Regions from separate parts of the Mus musculus genome. Here region 2 is linked to region 1. Evidence: chromatin contacts called from public Hi-C data. All regions are on one chromosome and are shown on one strand. The core of a region is the stretch at or near the end of the contact, and the rest is flanking DNA. Distances in the headings are between cores, read along the strand shown.

Region 1 (3,041 bases), core at 237-2,736:
GTTGAGTCAGCCGAACTGGCCCCCAGGCAGTTCACCCTGCTGGAGCCGTATTTCTTCACCTCCCCAGCGCTGGGAAGCACCTGCCACCACGGCAAGCTTTGTCACATGGGTTGTACTGATATTTTAATACTGGTCTGGCAAATACTTATCAAGTGAGCCATTCCCATGCCCCTTCCCCTCAAGTCTGTTTTCAAACTCATTTATCACTGATGCTAAGAATCTGATTAAAGGGAACCGGGGCTCTCTGACATTGGTAGGATTTTGTCTGTGAGTTTTAACCACAGGTGCCATGATGAAGGACATTGAGCAACCCTCTTATGCCCAGATACACAAAAGCCAGGAGCTGCGGCCAGGGCTGAAATGAGTTAGATAGCTGAGAATTCGACTCTAAGGGACTTGGTCCTCTGCAGAGTCCTTCAAGGTCCTTTCCGGACAGCATTCTGTTGTCCCTTAGAATCAGGAGAGGTATCTGGTCCCTCCAGGCTACTGTGCCTTTGAGTTTGGGGTTCTGTCCATGGTGGTGGGACTCTTTCAGTTTCACAAGGCCTCTCTGTGTTTGATTCTTGGATTTGGCTCTCAAGTATGGCCAAAGTGCCTATTAATTTATATAGTCACTACCTTGATGACCCTGTAGAATACCTCCTATAGGCTCATACAGTTGGGTGCTTGGTCCTCAGTTGGTGAAACTGCTTGGGAAGGATTAGGAGGTGTGGCCTTGCTGGAGGAGGTGTGTCACTGGGGTAGGCTTTGAGATTTCAAAAACATACGCAATTCCCAGTTACCTCTCCTACCTCCCTCCCTCCTTCCCTCCCTCCATCCCTCCCTCCTTCTCTCTCTCCCCTGCCTCCTGCTTGTGAGTCAGATAGATGCGAGCTCTCAGCTACTGCTCTAGCCCCATGCCTGCCTGCTCCCCTGCTACTGTGTTCCTCACCATGATGGCCATGCAAGCTGCCTTGATCATGGTGTTTGTCACAGCAATAAGAAAGGAATTGAGACAGCCTCAGATCCCCCAAGAGAAATACAGAGACTGCTTGCTTTTCTGTTTGGCCCTGTCCTGGGTCATTCCCATTTCACTGCTCCTGTACCTCCAGGTTGTATGGACAATGAAGTCTGGAGTTTGTCAGACTGGCAGAACCCTTGTTTCCAGCATGAGTACAAGAACAGACTCTCAGGTTGAAGCAATGCCTTTTTATGCATATGTTGAGATCTGAGCCCAGATTCCCAGAGTCTAGGTGTGAAAAACTGATCTACCAGGAAAGGAGATGGGCAGAACAGGTCCTAGCTGGCCTGTCTCCAGGGATACTGCCAACTTCCTGAGAATCCAGCAGGGGGCAGATGGAAGCAGGCCTGCCAATCAATCACTGCCTTCGGTATCTGAAAGCTCAGACCCGCCTTCGGATGATAGCTCCTGGAATTAGATTGGCTTTTACTTGTTACAGTGGGTTGGGCTTTATGGTTCCACGGTTGGTTCCTTTGGGGAGGGGCAGAGCAGCTCCGGACCTGTTCTCAGACTCATCAGCTGAGCATTACAGAGTCTTTCCCGACCAGTGACTGACTGCACAGTCTTCGAGGCTGGAATAGCAATCATGCCCGTGACTCTGGGTTATTGGGATATCCGTGGAGTGAGTGGGAGGTTGGGCTGCTAGGCGGGAAGGGCCCAGGGTCAGAACACAAAGCGGGACTACAGGCTTGGTTCCACGAAGAAGATTCCCATCGGGTTTTCCTTGACCCCCCCTCCCCCTCTCTGTCAGAGCCACACCCCCCAGTCCAAACTCTGTCCCTGCCTTTCTCCCTCTCCCCCGCCTCCCTTCCTCTCTTCTTAGTGAAAGGTGTAAAGGCGTCCCTAGAGGTGGTGAAGGATTTCACTAACGGACTTATGTTACCCACTATCTCTCACAGCTGGGTCACGCCATCCGCCTGCTCCTGGAATACACAGAAACAGGCTATGAAGAGAAGAGATACGCCATGGGGGACGGTAATGACATTCTTCTGGTCACACTCTTCCCCAACTTCTGTCCACTGGTGCCCAGCAGCTTCTATCTATCTCTCTGTTTCTTAGCTTTGTGGATCTCCTTCAGGCAAACCCAGAGCTTATCCCTTCCAGAAACTTCCTTGAGGGTGCAGCTTTGGTTGTCAATATAGAATCATGGTTGTAACATGCTGGCCCTATTCTGACTGTAATTGGGTGAGGTTTGCCCACTACAGGCACTGCAGGCCTAGTGCTTTTGTAAGCCTTAGTTAGTCATTGAAAGGCCTATAGCCATTCAATAGCTCCTGGGCTTGGATTGGCTTTTACTCACTACATAGCTGTGCTATTCAAGTGTGCAGCTTTGGTTGGAAAGACTTACTGGGTCAGACTGCATATTCCTTGCACAAGGGGTCCTGCCTTTGACTTCTTGTGAAGGGGGCTTAGACGTCGTGACGTCCTTTTCACATCCTCTTGTCCACCACAGCTCCTGACTATGACAGAAGCCAGTGGCTGAATGACAAGTTCAAGCTGGACCTGGACTTTCCCAATGTAGGTGCTGTGAAGGGGAAGTTTGGGGAAGACATGGTGATCTCACCTCATCTCCTGGCCTGGCTGAGGGTTTAGGATCAGTGTTTCTGCTCTCCTGCTCCATCCCTGCTGGCTGCACAGTGTTCTGTGATGGGCTGTGTCCCAGCTCTCTCATTCAGTGCACACTGTGCCCATGGAGGGCTTCCCACGGCAGGCACACTGAGTGCCAGGCCCTGTGTCTTCTCTCACCCAGGGAAGGGATGGAGGGACCTCATATCCCATCTGACCTTCCCTGCTTGTCCATCCAGCTGCCCTACTTAATTGATGGGTCACACAAGGTCACCCAGAGCAATGCCATCCTGCGCTACCTTGGCCGGAAGCACAACCTGTGTGAGTGGGGCTGGCTGCAGGGTGGGGGACCATGGCCACCTACCCTGGTCTTGGCAAGGGTGGGCTGCTGAGAGTGAGTCTGGGCTGTGTGTGCTGCAGGTGGAGAGACAGAGGAGGAGAGGATCCGTGTGGACATTTTGGAGAAACAGGTCAT
Region 2 (3,041 bases), core at 184-2,683, 280 kb before region 1:
CCACCACCGACTAGCAGTAATATATATTATTTCATATCTGTGTGGCTTGGGTGTATACACCTCAGTACAGAAATGACTGTAGAACAGGAATCTAAGACAGCAGAATAACTTTTAAAAGATGTATTGATCCTTACTTTATGTATGTGAGTGTTTGCCTGAGGCGTGTATGTGCATCTGATGTGTAAGCCTGGTGTCCAGGGGCCAAATGGGGCCATGAATAGCCTAGAAGTGGAATTGCAGATGTGTGTGAGGTGCCATGTGAGTTCCAGGAGCCAAACCATGGTTTTCTGAGAAAGCAATGTTCCTAACTGCTGAACCATTTCTCCTGTCCCCATGATTTATTACGGGCATATCTGTGGACTCAGCAATTCCTTATTTAGCCCAAATTTGCATGTAATTCCATGGCAGAAGTTTCCTTCAACTCCAGCCTTAGCTGGTTGCCTCCCCACACACTCATGGCCAGGTTTGGGAAGACATTTATCCAATGGCTGGATTGTATAAATAACAGCAGAACATTTAATCAAAAAGCATTGGTTTTGAAATGCTGGAAGCATAGTGGCAGATCATCAAAGAAATGACTTTGATGGACGAGAGTTAAGAGCAAAGAAGGAAGGCTGGTTTCCTCCTGGGCCCGCCCATTGGCTCATTCAGCTTCTTTGGGTAAATGAAGTCATCTTTAACTACCTAGATTTCCACTCCTTGTAAACCTAATGTGTAATACTAGCAACTGCTCACTTCCGGCTACCGCAGAACACTTTTCGAAAATTAGGCCCATTCAAAGTCAATCAAACTGCAACTCTGCCTAGTTTTCAATACAAACGCTAATCTCCACTCCCACGGCTCCTCCGAGACTTCATTCTCATTTAAATAGTGTTGGCGGTTAAAAGGAGATCGAATTCTTACTTTTTAAAGTTTGATAACTTTAAAACTCATTAACATCCAAACGCTGTTTGTTGTTAAAAAGTAAGACCGTGTCTGATGCGAAGTAAAAGTTCAGTTCTTTGTTCTGGCTGGTGGAGCGCCGTTGTTACAGCAGCAGAAGCACTAAGAATGCCTTAGGTAAATCTTGTGTGCTCTAGTCACTACGGTATTTGTAGAAGAAAACCCTTCCACAGAACCCAGGAAAATCGGGAAAGCTGCACTAGAGCCCACGCATCCCGTGTAGGTTCCTGACCTTGGCCGTGGCGTTGAAGCAGCTGGGCTGTTCTAGTGGGGACCCATCCTGGAAGCTTCTGGCAAAAACCCCGGAGCCTTCTGGCAGCCCGACGGCTAGCAGGCTCCACAGGTCCCTTTAAGGCGCCCTACGCGCGGAAAAAGGGGAGAGCAAGGGGCGGGAGCAGGGTTCGCGATCGCACGCCACGTGACTCGGCTGCCAAGTCCGCCAGATTGTTTGACAGAAGTTTGAATCGGACTCGGGGGTTTTCTGCAGCCGGCGGGGCAGCGCGGCGGACAGAGCCTCCGAGAGCGCGAGCAGCAGCGCCCCCACGACCCAGCCCGCCAGCCTGGAGCCCGGCCTGCCCACGGCCTCGAGCCCGCCGCCCCCAGCGCCCCCGCGCCCCACGCAGCCTCCCGGCCAGGGAGTCGAACCCTTGCACTGCGCCCCGACGCGCCAGCATGTCCTCGACGGAGAGCCCCGGCCGCACCTCGGACAAGTCTCCGCGCCAGCAGGTAAGCCCCGAGTACCCGGCCTGTGGACTCTCGCTAGTCCCTGTCTACCTAGATGTCCCGAATGTGTCTGATTCCGTCTCTCCCGCCCCCGCAATGTGAATAGAAAGCCCCACGCTTTCCCTCCGGGCCGGCCCGCCTTGACCGTCTGCTGGCTTTGTCTCCGCAGGTGGACCGCCTGCTCCTGGGGCTGCGCTGGCAGCGCCTGGAGGAGCCGCTGGGCTTCATCAAAGTTCTCCAGTGGGTGAGTCGGCCCTAACCCCGGGCTATTTCGGGAGCCTGGATTGTGACGCGGACCCGAAGCAATGTGGCCCCGGAGGAGGCTGGGGAGATGCAGCGGGCCCAGCCACCGCGGAAGGGTGGGGGGTGGCGACAGGTGGGCGGGGGAGGGGAGAACCAGGGTTGCTGCTCCAGCGCTCGGTGGAAGGAGGGAGAGGAGCCCGGCATGCGGAGTCCCGGATTCGGACCTTCTATGTGCAAGGCGCCTTTGCCCAGGGCGCTCACATTTCACTCGGACGAGAAGACCCGGGTGTAACCTTTCCAGAACTCTGATCCTGCACATACCACTCTTCAGTGGCGGGAGGGGTGAGGAGGACAAGGAGGGTAAGGTCCACTTTGCAGTGAGAACAACGCTACTACTAAAGGCACCAGGAAAGGAAATGGGTTACAGAAACCATCCTGCCTGGAACCTTCTAGGACCTGGATGATCCCTGGGGTGGACTCAGGAGACAGACTACCAGCTGAAGTCACTGGAGCAATTTGGGAAACTGTAACCGAGTAAAGAAATGGATGGATGAATGAACAGTTTCCCAATCCAATGATTACATAAAAAAACCAATTAAGACAGAAGAAAATGTGACAGCTGGCATAACAGAACATTGAGCCGGGAAGGAGGGATGGTAGGTTGCAGGCCTAGAGCTACCTGTCTCAGCTCTATGACCTTGGACAAGTCACTTCTCTGGACACTAGTTTCCAACATTAGTCAAACATGGATCAAATGCCTGTCAGCATTCTAGAGTATAGCTCAATATTAGATTTACCCTGTGACCTTGAAACATTCACCGGCCCATGGCCTCAGTTTCCCCTTCTCTGGTCTAGTGGGAATACTGGCTTGTTTCACTGGTCCTTGAGATGCAGCCAGCATTTCAAATCATAAAGATTTGGGGAACATTTTGTGCATTCTTGCAGAAAAGATTTTGTTAGACAAGCCATATACCAGATTCTATATGAAGTTATTACTGTACCCTCAAGCACTGGATTCAGCTAGGGACCAATTTACCCTTAATATCCAAGAGAACCAAGTTCTAAAGATCTTTGAATTCACAGGAGATAGGACTTAGCACGATGTCACTAAATCCTAAGTAATTGTGGTTTGG

The links. Hi-C and Micro-C count contacts between places; a contact is called where the count stands out from the background.
Region 2: a contact with region 1 is called in a Hi-C map of the G1E-ER4 cell line, with 2.0 times the contacts expected there. The contact joins the promoter of Sypl2 here to the promoter of Gstm6 in region 1. A contact is called at or near these places in 2 of 39 promoter capture datasets (the C10 cell line and stem cell-derived epiblast-like cells), 1 of 15 datasets of contacts at CTCF or cohesin (the NIH/3T3 cell line), 1 of 484 Hi-C or Micro-C datasets (the G1E-ER4 cell line), 2 of 115 datasets of contacts at active chromatin or transcription factors (bone marrow-derived macrophages and embryonic stem cells) and 1 of 9 other capture datasets (adipose tissue).

The regions. Positions count from the first base shown.
Region 1 is chr3:107,942,179-107,945,219 of GRCm38.p6, reverse strand. Gstm6 (glutathione S-transferase, mu 6) reads left to right here and starts at 1,486. Exons shown (of 8, transcript NM_008184.4): 1 at 1,486-1,622; 2 at 1,900-1,975; 3 at 2,454-2,518; 4 at 2,806-2,887; 5 at 2,987-3,041. The coding sequence starts at 1,587.
Region 2 is chr3:108,224,991-108,228,031 of GRCm38.p6, reverse strand. Sypl2 (synaptophysin-like 2) reads left to right here and starts at 1,433. Exons shown (of 6, transcript NM_008596.1): 1 at 1,433-1,668; 2 at 1,835-1,909. The coding sequence starts at 1,615.